Linked DNA regions of Columba livia: region 1 is linked to region 2. Evidence: chromatin contacts called from public Hi-C data. All regions are on one chromosome and are shown on one strand. Each heading gives the region's core, a stretch centred on a gene start, on an enhancer-like site or on the middle of the called end of the contact. The rest is flanking DNA. Distances are from core to core; before and after follow the strand shown.

Region 1 (6,257 bases), core at 2,394-4,893, 260 kb after region 2:
AATAGTGGGGTGTTATTTAATAGGTCTGCACTCTGAATTTAAGCATTAACTCTCTCCTGCCTGTGTAGCTGCTAATTGAATCCAGGCTGTTACTGACACCTGAGGAAATCTGACTGAAATAAACATGATAAAAGTAGCTCAACAATACCAATGTATGTAATAATTTCTGAACTAACCATGGTGAAAAGGCAAGGCTAGAAAGCTGCCTGACAGAAAAGGACCTGGGGGGTCAACAACCGGCTGAACATGAGCCAGTGTGTGCCCAGGTGGCCAAAAAGGCCAACAGCATGTATCAGGAATAGTGTGGCCAGCAGGACTAGCGAAGTGATTGCACCACTGCACTGGGTGCTGGTGAGGCCACACCTCAAATCCTGGGGTCAGTTTTGGGCCCCTCATCATAAGAAAGACACTGAAGTGCTGGAGTGAGTTCAGAGAACGACAATGAAGCTCGTGAGGGGCCTGGAGCACAAGTGTGATGAGGAGCAGCTGAGGGACCTGGGGCTGTTTATCCTGGAGAACAGGAGGCTGAGGGGAGACCTTATCACTGTCTACAACTACCTGAAAGGAGGTTGTAGCATGGAGGGGGTTGGTCTCTTCTCCTAAGTAGCAAGTGATAGAACAAGAGAAAATGGCCTCAAGTTGTTCCAGAGAAGGTTCAGATTAGATATCAAGAAAAATTTCTTCATGGAAAGGTATTGTGGGGGAGTAATTTTAGGGTTTTGTTTGCTGCAGGACAATGTTTAGATTTCTTATTGAGAAGCATGACTTAAAAGAGTTCAGTGGCAGGTTCACTCTATTACTTACTGCATGGGTGAAAGATGCCAACCCTAATGCTGCTTACGTTCTCTCCAGGTGCCTGTATCCATTCATGAAGCAAACTTTCGGGCATCTTCCCTCCCTGACAACTGTTTGCTCTGGATCCTATTTTTAAAGCTCCAGTGGCAAACTTTCAGGTGAGGTCCTTAACTGCATGCAAAGCAGACTTTCAGGAAACAAAATTCCCAGAAAACAAATAATTTAATGGAGTAGAATAGCAGAAAGGCTGGCTCAAGTTAGGTACCTTCACAGAGGTCTGCCCGAGCATAGAAAACTACAAACTTTTATATCTTTACAGACCGTTCACACCATGATTTAGTCCAACAGCAAAATTTCACCACCAGGTCCTTTTGCTCCCCATTAGACCTTTTTTCTCTGACTCCACGTGGGCCTCTGTTTTGTTCAGTTGTAGACACTGGTTTTGGTCCATATCCTTGAAGGTGCCATTTTGTCTGGATAAATCCTTTCTTCTCAGTGAACTGCAAAACAGGCCCCGTTTTGCAGATGTCTGTAATGTCTCCACGTGAGCCTTGGATCGTTGTTTCCCCAGTCATTTCCATCCTTCCCAGCAAAATGCAAGCTAGACGTTATCTTGCAGGCATTTAGTGTAGTCTGCAGTTGCCCTTGGTAAAATTTTAGCAAATCTAGTCTACCAAGTAACATGAATGTCCTGGTGGACAACAGGATGACCATGAGCCAGCACTGTGCCCTTGTGGCCAGGAAGGCCAATGGCATCCTGGGGTGTATTAGAAGGGGGGTGGCTAGTAGATCGAGAGAGGTTCTTCCTTCCCCTCTACTCCGCCCTGGTGAGACCACATCTGGAATATTGTGTCCAATTCTGGGCCCCTCAGTTCCAGAAGGACAGGGAACTGCTGGAGAGAGTCCAGCGCAGGGCAACAAAGATGATGAAGGGAGTGGAGCATCTCCCTTGTGAGGAAAGGCTGAGGGAGCTGGGGCTCTTTAGTTTGGAGAAGAGAAGACTAAGGGGGGACCTTATTAATGTTTATAAATATATAAAGGGTGAGTGCCATGAGGATGGAGCCAGGCTCTTCTCGGTGGCAAACAATGACAGGACAAGGGGTAATGGGATCAAGCTGGAACACAAGAGGTTCCGCTTAAATTTGAGAAAAAACTTCTTCTCAGTGAGGGTGACAGACACTGGAACAGGCTGCCCAGGGGGGTTGTGGAGTCTCCTTCTCTGCAGACATTCAAAACCCGCCTGGACATGTTCCTGTGCGACCTCACCTAGGCGTTCCTGCTCCAGCAGGGGGATTGGACTAGATGATCTTTTGAGGTCCCTTCCAATCCCAAACATACTGTGATACTGTGACATTAAAAATCATACAACCTTATATTTCTAAATAATCCATTACATTTGGTGTGCACATACTTAAGCTAAATTACTAATATTGAACTTGAATTGGGCTCATCCAATGACCTATGAGTAGTAAAACCATTGCCATACAACTTACTTATTTAGCAGGGAGAGCTCAAAGTGGGCTCATCCAGGATGTTGTATTTATAGAATGAAGTGGTTGACTCATAGTCAAATTGCATACGGTAGGAAAAATCTGCACGAAGCTCCCTGCACCCACAAGTTACCAGCGTTCAGTGTGCCGTTCTGCTTCCTTGTGGCTCTCCTGGAAAGAGTTCTTGGCCTGGCTGTGGCTCCAGCCCTTCCCTCCTCTGGAGCCTGGACTGAAGTGCTGCTGCTTTGGCTGGGGGGGGCGTCGAGTGCGTCCGGCACAAAAGGGTTGTGAGGCATTGGAACAGGCTGCTCGGGGCAGTGGTGGAGTCACCATCCCTGGAGATGTTTAAAAGGCACATAGACAAGGTTCTTAGAGACATGGTTTAGTGTCAGAGTTAGCTTGAGACGGACTTGATAATCTAGAGGGTCTCTTCCATCCAGAATGATTCTATGATTCTCTGAAATCACTGTGACTGCAGGTTACCTGAACTATGGGCAGAGGCTCATAAAAAATCATTAGCTGAGGCTACCATTAAAACACACAGGAGCGTGTTTCTGGAAACCACATAACCACTTTAGTGCAGGAAAGCCAGTGTTAATAAACTGTGATGGATCCCCGCACTATGAGACCGCCCACACTGTGTTCTGAAGCCCACTGACACACTGGGAGCTCCAGCTTCGCAACCCAGTACCACAGCACCTGCTCCTCTCCCCTTCCATGTCTGCTTTAGGGACAGGAGCACTCTCTGATCCTCCTTTTCACAGAACCACGGAATGTCAGGGGTTGGAAGGGACCTCAAAAGATCATCCAGTCCAATCCCCCCATGGAGCAGGAACACCCAGATGAGGTTACACAGGAAGGCGTCCAGGAGGATTTTTAATGTCTCCAGAGTAGGAGACTCCACAACCTCCCTGGGCAGCCTGTTCCAGTGTCTGTCACCCTCACTGAGAAGAAGTTTCTTCTCAAATTTAAGTGGAACCTTTTGTGTTCCAGTTTGTACCCATTACCCCTTGTCCTATCATTGGTTGTCACCGAGAAGAGCCTGGCTCCATCCTCATGACACTCACCCTTTACGTATTACATTAATGAGATCACCCCTCAGTCTCCTCCGAACTAAAGAGACCCAGCTCCCCCAGCTTTTCCTTTTGCGTCCTCCCCCACCCAAAATCTCCTTGAGGGATGGGTGGTGAACGGAGCCACTTTGCCTCCTCCCCCTTGAAGGGACGCCTGGCTGACAGCCCAAGCGGCTTCCCTGTGAGGCAGCAGCCACAGGAACCCTGCACCCTTTCTTTAGGTGTGGGAAAGCCCCACAGGAGCCAAGACCCGCTCAGCGCCTCCCTTTTGCAGCCACGGGAGGGAAGGGCCACCACCCACAGCCCCGCTTCGCGCTCGGGGTCACTTTGTCCCGCCGCGGTCGCCGTAGCCGCGCTGTGCGCAGGCGCCAAGAGGCCGGAGGCGGCCGCAGTCGCCATGGCAGCCGCCTGCGGGAGGTTATGGCGGCGGAACGCGGGGGTGCTGGGCCTCGCCGCCCGGCCCGCCAGTGAGCACCAACCGTGACCCCTCATTCCCCGCTGCCCGCCCCCTCCTCCTGCCCGCGGCGGAGAGCGGCTGCCCGCGCTCCCTCAGCGCGGCCCGTGTTTGCCCAAGAGTGTGGGGGTGTCCTCGGGTGCTTGGCGGGGCTGGGATCTGGGACCGCGCCACCGCTGCGGGCCGTTCGGCTTGGAAACACGGAGGGGTTTAAATTATTTTATTTTTTTCTGCAGGGTGTCTTTCTTTGTCCGGGTGTCGAATTAGCAGCGATGGAAAGCCGGCGAAATTTCAGCCGCCTCCAAAGCCTGTCATTATCGACAAGCAGAAGCAGAGGGAGGAGAGGAGGTGGGTACCGGGCCTGGTGCTTCTCACAGGGGGCTTGTGTTCAGGTCTGCCGACTGGTAAGAGGAGCAAAAGTCGTTTAGAAACCCGACTAGGCCTAGGGTAACAGGAACTTAATAGAGAACTTGATAGGCAGGTGATTGGGTGAGCGCCTTCTTAAAGCTCCAAGGTGTTACTCAATAAAAAGTGTTTGCAAAGTTCTAGCTGAAATATGCTTTAAAAAAATTAAAATTAAAAAAAAAATAATAAAAAAACAACACAAAAAAACCCTGATGTGTTCTAGAGTTCTTGAAAACAGTGAAACAGGAAAAAAGAATGTGTGCCAGCAAAGATTTGCAAATTTGGGGTTGATGTGTGAGGTTTTTGTCTGTTAAAGGAGTGCATCTTTTCAGTGTGCCACAAGGGGACAGGGACACCTGCATCACCTGCATAGGGTGAGTGCCATGAGGATGGAGCCAGGCTCTTCTCGGTGGCAAACAATGATAGGACAAGGGGTAATGGGATCAAGCTGGAACACAAGAGGTTCCGCTTAAATTTGAGAAGAAACTTCTTCTCAGTGAGGGTGACAGACACTGGAACAGGCTGCCCAGGGGGTTGTGGAGTCTCCTTCTCTGGAGACATTCAAACCCACCTGGACATGTTCCTGTGCGACCTCACCTCGGCGTTCCTGCTCCAGCAGGGGGATTGGACTAGATGATCTTTTGAGGTCCCTTCCAATCCCAAACATACTGTGATACTGTGATCTGCCTTTGACTTAGACCTCGAGATCAACTGTGTTATTCGTGAAAATGCTTTTGTTTTACACTTACAAAAGTTTGCATTTTCTTCTAGGTTCCTGAGCCCTGAATTTATACCACCCAGAGGCAGAATAGATCCTCTTAAATTATTTCTAGAAAGAAAGGATATGATACAGAGACGGAAAGTCTTCAACATCCCAGAGTTCTATGTTGGTCAGTAACAGCACTAGAATGTTCATAATTTCGTCAGTATTTTTTGTCGGGTGGGATGGTAAAAGTGTGGTTGTGTATTGCAGAATATCATACAGAGCATCATAGTGTCAGGTATGTTAGTTCAACTAGTCTGTATTTCTATACATACTACTTTATATTTTAATTTCATATTTACATCCGGTTTCAATTAAAAGTATAATACTAATGTGTTTCTTATGTGCTTTTTTTCAATCCTGGCACTTTAGCATATGACTTGCCAGTAAAGCTCAAGAAAGAAAAATACATTAGATTATTTGTATTCAGTTTGGATAACGAAGGGTAAAAAATAAAAGGTAGAGGTGTAAAGGTGAAGAAGCTTCATAGTTAACCTGCAGAATCACTTTAGCATATATTAATTTAGGTCATGTTAGAAGTTTATTCTGTTCCTGGTGGCTTTCATGGAAAATAAAACATGTTCAAAATGTACCAAATATGTGCACTTTGTGAATATTTCCCCACCTTTTGGTATGTGTTTACCTGAACAGTCTATTTTCATTTTATTTATTGGCAGGCAGCATACTCGCTGTTACTACTGCAGATCCGTACGCCAACAACAAAACCAACCGATTTGTAGGCATCTGCATTCAAAGAGGTGGAAAAGGACTCGGCGCTACCTTTGTCCTCCGAAATGTTATAGAAGGCCAAGGTGGGTTTTTAGCTGTGCTAATTATGCTGGAGACGTTAAGCAACAAATGTTGAAGTTTTATGTGAAGGGATATCTGGTGTAGAAATTTAGTCTGTGGAGAGGATGACAGTAAAGTGAAATAGTGAGTCTGCCTACTAGGGGATACTGCGAGTTCGACACTGTATAGAAGCATAGAATAGTTTGGGTTGGAAGGGACCTTCAAAGCTCATCCAGTGCCACCCCTGCCATGAGCAGGGACATCTTCACCCAGATCAGGTTGCTCAGAGCCCCGTCCAGCCTGGCCTGGGATGTCTCCAGGGATGGGGCATCCACCACCTCTCTGGGCAACTTGGGACAGGGTTTCACCACCCTCAGCGTAAAAAATTTCTTCCTCATGACTGGCCTGAATCTCCTGTTTTAGTTTTAACACCATCACCCCTTGTCCTATCACAACAGGCCCTGCTAAAAAGTCTGTTCCCATCTTTC
Region 2 (6,285 bases), core at 2,180-4,679:
CTGTTGTCTCTGTAACGCTGTGATGTCCTGTGTAAATGGAGCTGCAGTTCTGATTGGAATAGCAGACTCTATGTGTCTCTGAAGTTCATCCTTGCTTTTCAAGAGACAAATACTCTGGGCTCCCAGATCAGGGGAAGGAAATGTCCAGTGCCTGTGCTGCAACATACAGCCACCAACATCTGCTGAAGAGGGAGCATGCCATCGTGTGGTGGTACAGCTTCACCACAGCAGTAAAGTTTTTCATCGCCATATAGATGTAAATGAAGATAACTGTACAGTGAGAGAAGCTTCTCCAGATCCCATCAATTTCCCTGCTGGAGGACACCTCTAGCTTTTTCGTGTGTTTAGTATTGCTCCTCTTGGCCAGAGCTTTTGGAGGCCACCACTGGCAAAAAGAGCATACAAAGGCTGAAAGCTGGAGTGACACTGTGAAGATGTGACTTTGTCCCTTTTGAAGCAGGGAAGCCTCCCAGAACCACTACCATCCTCTCTGAGCTTTATCAGTCTCCTCATCCTCTCATGATGAGGTTGGTTTCTCCATGTCATGAGCCTAGTGAGCATTAGGGAGCACAGGTCTATTGACAGGTTAGTTTTCTCATATCCACCTGCATTTTAGCTGGCTGTTGCATGGAGATGGAGCTGGGCAGGGGCTCAGCACTCTACCCTCTGCATCAGCATTTTGTGATGTCTCTTGGACATCATGGAGTTGAGAGACACCAGCTTCACCAATACAGTTCTGTGGAGAAGGTCGTGACAACGAGAATTTGACAGGTGAAGGTTTGCTTTGACTATAGATGGTGGCTGCAGTACCTTGAACTTACCCACACATGGCTCCACCCTACCTGATCTGTGCTCCTCCTGGCTAACTGGTGCCCATGTTGGGTCCTTCCCAAAAGGTCATGGCATAGCAGGGTCATTGCCCTGGGGAAAGGGCTGCACACAGAACCTGCACACCACTCCACAGCAATTTCAAGTGCAATAGCCATGCAAAGCGGGGCTATGAGGATGACTGATGTCACAGCATATTATCAGAAGGATAAGTCAGTAACAACCTTTATCTTGAGATGCATGGAGTCTGAGAAACAGCTGAGCTCAGATGACTATTACTCATTTGGAAACTAGACACGATCACAAGAGATCATCTGATGTTGATAATGTTACTGAGTTACTACAGACTTCCAGCATCTAATTTTGTATTTTGTCAATGGTATTCAATTGTAATGCTTCTTCAGAGCTTCTTAGAAATGTGAAAATGTACTTCATACCCTGGAGAGCATAGGTGGCAGGCAAAGGGCCACAATGGGATATGGATGTCATCAAAGGGGAGGTGGGAAGGATTGCTGGAGGAAATAATTCATCTCTGAGTAAGTTTTTGGAGGTGAAAAAGCTGAACAAAACAGAGACTTTCCAGACTTTGCAAGAAGTTGACACATCTTTACAGTCTGACTTTTATGAATACTTTCTTGCCTGAGACATTTCCATCATCTCCAGACAGATTGTTTTAAATCTAATCCTTGAACCGCAGCACTATTGATCACAGGCAGCCACCGAGAAAGCAATTGGGTCTATCTTATTCCTCTCACAGTCCCCTCTCCCTTTCTTCCCCCTCAAAATGCCTCTCCTCTGATTTTTCTCCAGAGTCAGTCTCCATGTCCAGCTGATCCCTTCAGGTGACAGCACTCCTCACAGGAGAGAAAACATCACAACCCAGAAGCTATGATATTTCTTCCCTCTAGATGGTGCCATGGCCTTTCCCTGGGCTACACAGGACCACCTAAAATCAAGGTATTGGAGGAGCAAGATACACCCACCCGCAGGTAGATCTCAGAGGCTGCTCTGGCAGGGGCTGTGGTGCCCTATGGTCAACAGACAGTATGTGGAAAGGAAACATAATAGAAGGTTTAATCTTTTTAATTTTCATTTTCTTTTATTTCTTTTTATTTTTTTTTTTGAGTGCAGTCTAGGACAACTGGCTGCATTTCTGTGTTTTAAGATCTTTTATCTGTTCCCTCTTTTTTTATTGGATTCTGCTTTCTCACCATCCTTTCTTTATTGCACACAGTGGCCCCTCTTGGTGGAATATGAAACAAGTTATATGAGAGCATTAAACTGACCTTTGAGACACAGGAAGAAGGATTTATTTGTAGGTAATGCCATCCAAACCAGCTGAAGACTTTTTGTAGTCAAAGGAAAGAAATAGAGGTGGTTTCTCCTGACCTAAAATAGGTATCTGAAATATGGTGGAGCTGCCACCACCAGAAAAGCCCTGTTTCTCTCCAGGGACTGGAAAAGGAGCCCCAGTCAAGTGGTTCAGGTATGGGTCTTCATGGTTGACATACATCTAAAGATAGGTGAGATGAATAATGTCTAAAAGTTCCAAAGCATCTAAAATCTAAACGGCATTTATTTGCTCTGAATACTAGGGACAAAACAGGCAAAATACAGACAGACACAAATAGCATCATTTCATTGTGGTAAACCTTGAAGAACACTGTAATCCCAGCCCACAGGAGTGGTAGGTTCATTGTAGTAACAAAAATATTATTTCTGAGCCAAACTAATCCTGACCTGGAGATGGTTCAGCTGTGGATCAGAGTCCAGTTTCAGTGGTTGAACCTTTCTTTGCTGGACTGAAGAGTCACTCCAGTGACACCAACAGGCTTCACACTTGTTGTTGTGTAGACTTGTTCTGCTTTGACTTGTTATCACATACAGAGAAGATGACAGAGAATCAGGCCTGAAGTTTGCAGCTTTTCTGAGTCTGAGTGTCACATTAATCAAGAGGGAGCACGGTTGTGAGGGCAGAGCATGAGAAGACTGTCCTGAGCTCCAGGAATGCCTGGGATGGAGATCACAACAAGTCCCACTGAAGGATGCACTTTGCCATGATGTTTTTTCCTCTCCTTTCCTTCTATAGGTGTCATGGTGCAACAAAAATTAATACACCTTTCCAAGAAAGGATCAGTAAGTGTAGCATTGCACTGGCAGCCTGCAGCTGCAGTTTTAGTAGGGAGGCACATTTTACTCTGGTCTTTTTTTTTTTTTTCCTGGAAAATGCATGAATTGCTGTTTTCTTTGTCACTCTAAAGCAATATCATCTGTAATGTTTCTCCTCTACGGGGGAGTGGAAGGAAATTGCTTGTCACCCAGTGGCATTATGCAGCTTTTATTTACATGGGAAAGCAATAAAATCGATTGTTTCTGAACTGAACAAAAGTCACTTGACTGGACTTCAAAGCAAAAGGTTATGTTGGCAAAGCCACTTTCTAACCTGTACAGAAGGGGACCGCTAGGCACCAGTCTGGTCTCTGCCTGGGGCACACCATTTACTCACCAACATTTTGTTTTACTCAAGTGAAAAAGAGGCTTGTAACCTGAATTGCTTTCATAGAAGTTTTGTGATATTTAATTAGATGGTCCTGTAGAACTCAAGAGAGCTCTGAATGAGAGATTGGAGGTGTCTTCATCTGATGGGCAAGTATTAAAGCAGAGACATCAGAGACTGCTAACAGCACTGCGTACAGTCCTGACACAGGTTGTTTTTAAAATCATGTTGAAAAAGCAATGGCAATAAGCACAGAAAAGAGCCACATATTCGAGAGCTGGGAACAACACCTTACACTTGGAAGCCTTTAAGAATTTATTCTGTGTAAAGTGTTGGAGAGCATTTGAGAGTACGAAAACATTTAAGAGAAAATATCAGAAAACAGTCATGGGGTTTTGGAGCCATTAAGAAAGTCATAATAAGAGACAGGATGTGGAAACTAAAGCTGAAGAATTATAAATGAGAAGCTGGCACGTCTGCTAAGAGTGAACGTGCTTAACCACTGTGCAAGATAACAGGAGGAGCTTTGAGCATCCAGCACTGCAGATATTCAGAGCAGCACTTGGGAGTCTTGAGCCTCGGCCAAACACAAGTCAGAGATGTGCTCTGGGCTCGCTGCCGTCCTCGCAGGCAGAAATGTAAAGACTGGGCACAGCAGAGATCAGATTAGCTGAGCTCGAGTTCATTCCTGGCTTTAAATAGCCTGCACTCTCGAATCTAGACTGGGTAAAGAAATTGCAGTATCAAAGGAAAAACAAACACCCAGTTGTTCATCCCCAAAAAATACAGTCTGCTGTAGGACACAGTGAGACAAAGTGAAACTCAAGTTATCCAGTAACTATCCTCAGTGGCAAGTCAATCGTCATTTACATGGCATTGCACAGAGGGAAGGTTGGTGGAAATCATTAAACCAGCACAACTGGTTGCTTCAGTAATCCACTGGAAACTCAGAAAATCAAGTTTAGCCATAAAAAGATGAAAGGATTTTCCTTCCCATATTGTGACCCAGTAATGAGAGAGCAAGGTTGTTTTACTGACAGGAATGTTAAGTGCTGTGATTTTTGAGTGAGACAAGGCTCATGGAGACAGTTAAGATCTTTCATTAGATCAACAAGTATAGCTGGAAAAAATAGTTGGATGTTCAGGCAGAGAGTCACTTCTCCAAGGCTAAGCACAGGGCTTGTTTCTTTTTACCAGCTGTAACACCCGATCAGCTTCAAAATGTTATCTCTGTCCACAAACTCTGACTCAGTTTTGTCCTTAGATCATGATGGTTAAAACAGCTCTAACCTTGGAGACTTCAAAGGCCACTTAAGCCACTTCCACTTCATTCAGTCTGTTTTTCTTCCAAGTTGGGTATTTATTTACACAAATCTCATTGTGATATGAACTCCTTAACATACTTACACAACTTGATTTTGCTCTGGCAAATGCCATCTCACTCCTTCTGGCTGTATCCACCATGTGCGGCACAAGGACAAGCTAGAAACTGAAGGCAATAACATCCCAGAGCTATGCCAAAAGAAGACAGCTGAATATCTGCTTTGCAGGTCATTCATGTTTTTGTGAAGCAGACACATCCTAAACACCTTGGGTGACTCAGGGTTTGGAAGTGCCTGGGTCTAACCCCATTTTTCCCAGTGCATTTTCATTCACTAGGATGACAGCCACTTGTGCATGGCTTCATCTCACATAGACGTGGTGTTAGATATATGTATCCCACATCGAGCATCTCCTGCTTTTAATCTCATAGAAGGCACTAAACTCTTCATGTTGGCCATTTTCCCACTCCAGCTTGCCCAAAACCCTGTCTGAAAATGTGACTTATTGCAGCCAAGCTCCCCTATGTTTTCATAAGGGGAAAGATTCACCTAGCATGCCGCATTATAACCAAAGCATTCGCGTTTCTCAGTGGCTGTCAGAAGAACAGACAGGCTAGCAAAATACTCACCTGAATGTAGCTACTGTATTTTCTGAGGGACCATTTCTTTCTGCAGACCCCATAAAATGTGTACTGCAGCTGGAGCAGAGCTCCTGAGGGACGAATGGCATCTGAAAGCATACCTCGATGCAGCAGCACTGCCGGGAAAGCAAGTTCAAAGGCATCCAGTGCTCTCCAGGGGATACAGCTATGTTAGACACTTCTGGATAGATGACTAGGTACCTGTTTTAGCACCAAAGTGTTACAAAGAGCTTTTTCTGCCTCAAGGCAGTAATTTGCTGAAGCACATAAGACGCATTTCCCATCGGCAGGATGAAAAGAAAACTTTCACCCCGTTTTTTTGCAAAACACTAGGTTATGTCATCTCTGAAAAGAGCTCTATTGTACTTGTGGGCCATGGCAAATATGGATGCAAGAGAACTGAAATGGCAGCTTGTGGTGCCTGTATAAACACATATTAACACTACGTGGCCAGGGTTTCAGATGAACTCCAAGGCCTGGCTTATACCAGATGGCTTGAATTGCAATCAGTAGCTGATGTGTAGCTTTCTTGTTGTGTTTTCTTAGCGTAAAACTGGTGAAGGGCCTTATCCATTTTTGTTTGCTTTACTGGGAGTTCAGGAAAGAAATCCTAAATTTTTCTGTCCTGGACAGATGGCACGCTGTGTCAATTTTCCTTTTGTATATGTTGCTCCATATTTTTAATCTGGATTGCAACTTGAAAAGATGGAACAAAAAGCAAATTAGATTTTACCTAGGCTAATTCTTCTCTCTTTTCCTCCAATTTTACACCAATGACATTAACATGGTTAGCTTTTGATTTACGCTGGTACAAGTGAGAGAAAAATGGGCCCTGGATAAGTTGGTTTTAATTCAAAGCATCTGGGCAGAAAAAAGGTGAAGTGGGAAAATCCTATTTTCTGGGAAAATGAGAGCTCACAGGGCCATTACCTGTCCCTAAATATATTTTTTTTAATGGATTGCTTTAGAAGTGCAGTTAGTAGTTCTTGTTGAATCT

Evidence for each region. A called contact is a pair of places that touch in the nucleus more often than the background predicts.
Region 1: a Hi-C map of liver shows a contact between it and region 2, with 4 times the contacts expected there. The contact joins the promoter of MRPL19 here to the enhancer-like site in region 2. A contact is called at or near these places in 2 of 2 Hi-C or Micro-C datasets (crop and liver).

What each region holds. Positions count from the first base shown.
Region 1 is chr3:8,115,369-8,121,625 of bColLiv1.pat.W.v2, forward strand. It overlaps MRPL19 (mitochondrial ribosomal protein L19), which reads left to right and starts at 3,644. Exons shown (of 6, transcript XM_065055763.1): 1 at 3,644-3,825; 2 at 4,049-4,160; 3 at 4,989-5,107; 4 at 5,658-5,792. The coding sequence starts at 3,756.
Region 2 is chr3:7,856,057-7,862,341 of bColLiv1.pat.W.v2, forward strand. No RefSeq gene overlaps it. Among named protein-coding and RNA genes, the nearest start is that of EVA1A, 240 kb to the right of the region's middle. Within about 2 kb of position 3,430, at least 2 of the 3 cell types and tissues checked have an H3K27ac peak away from gene starts, as active enhancers do.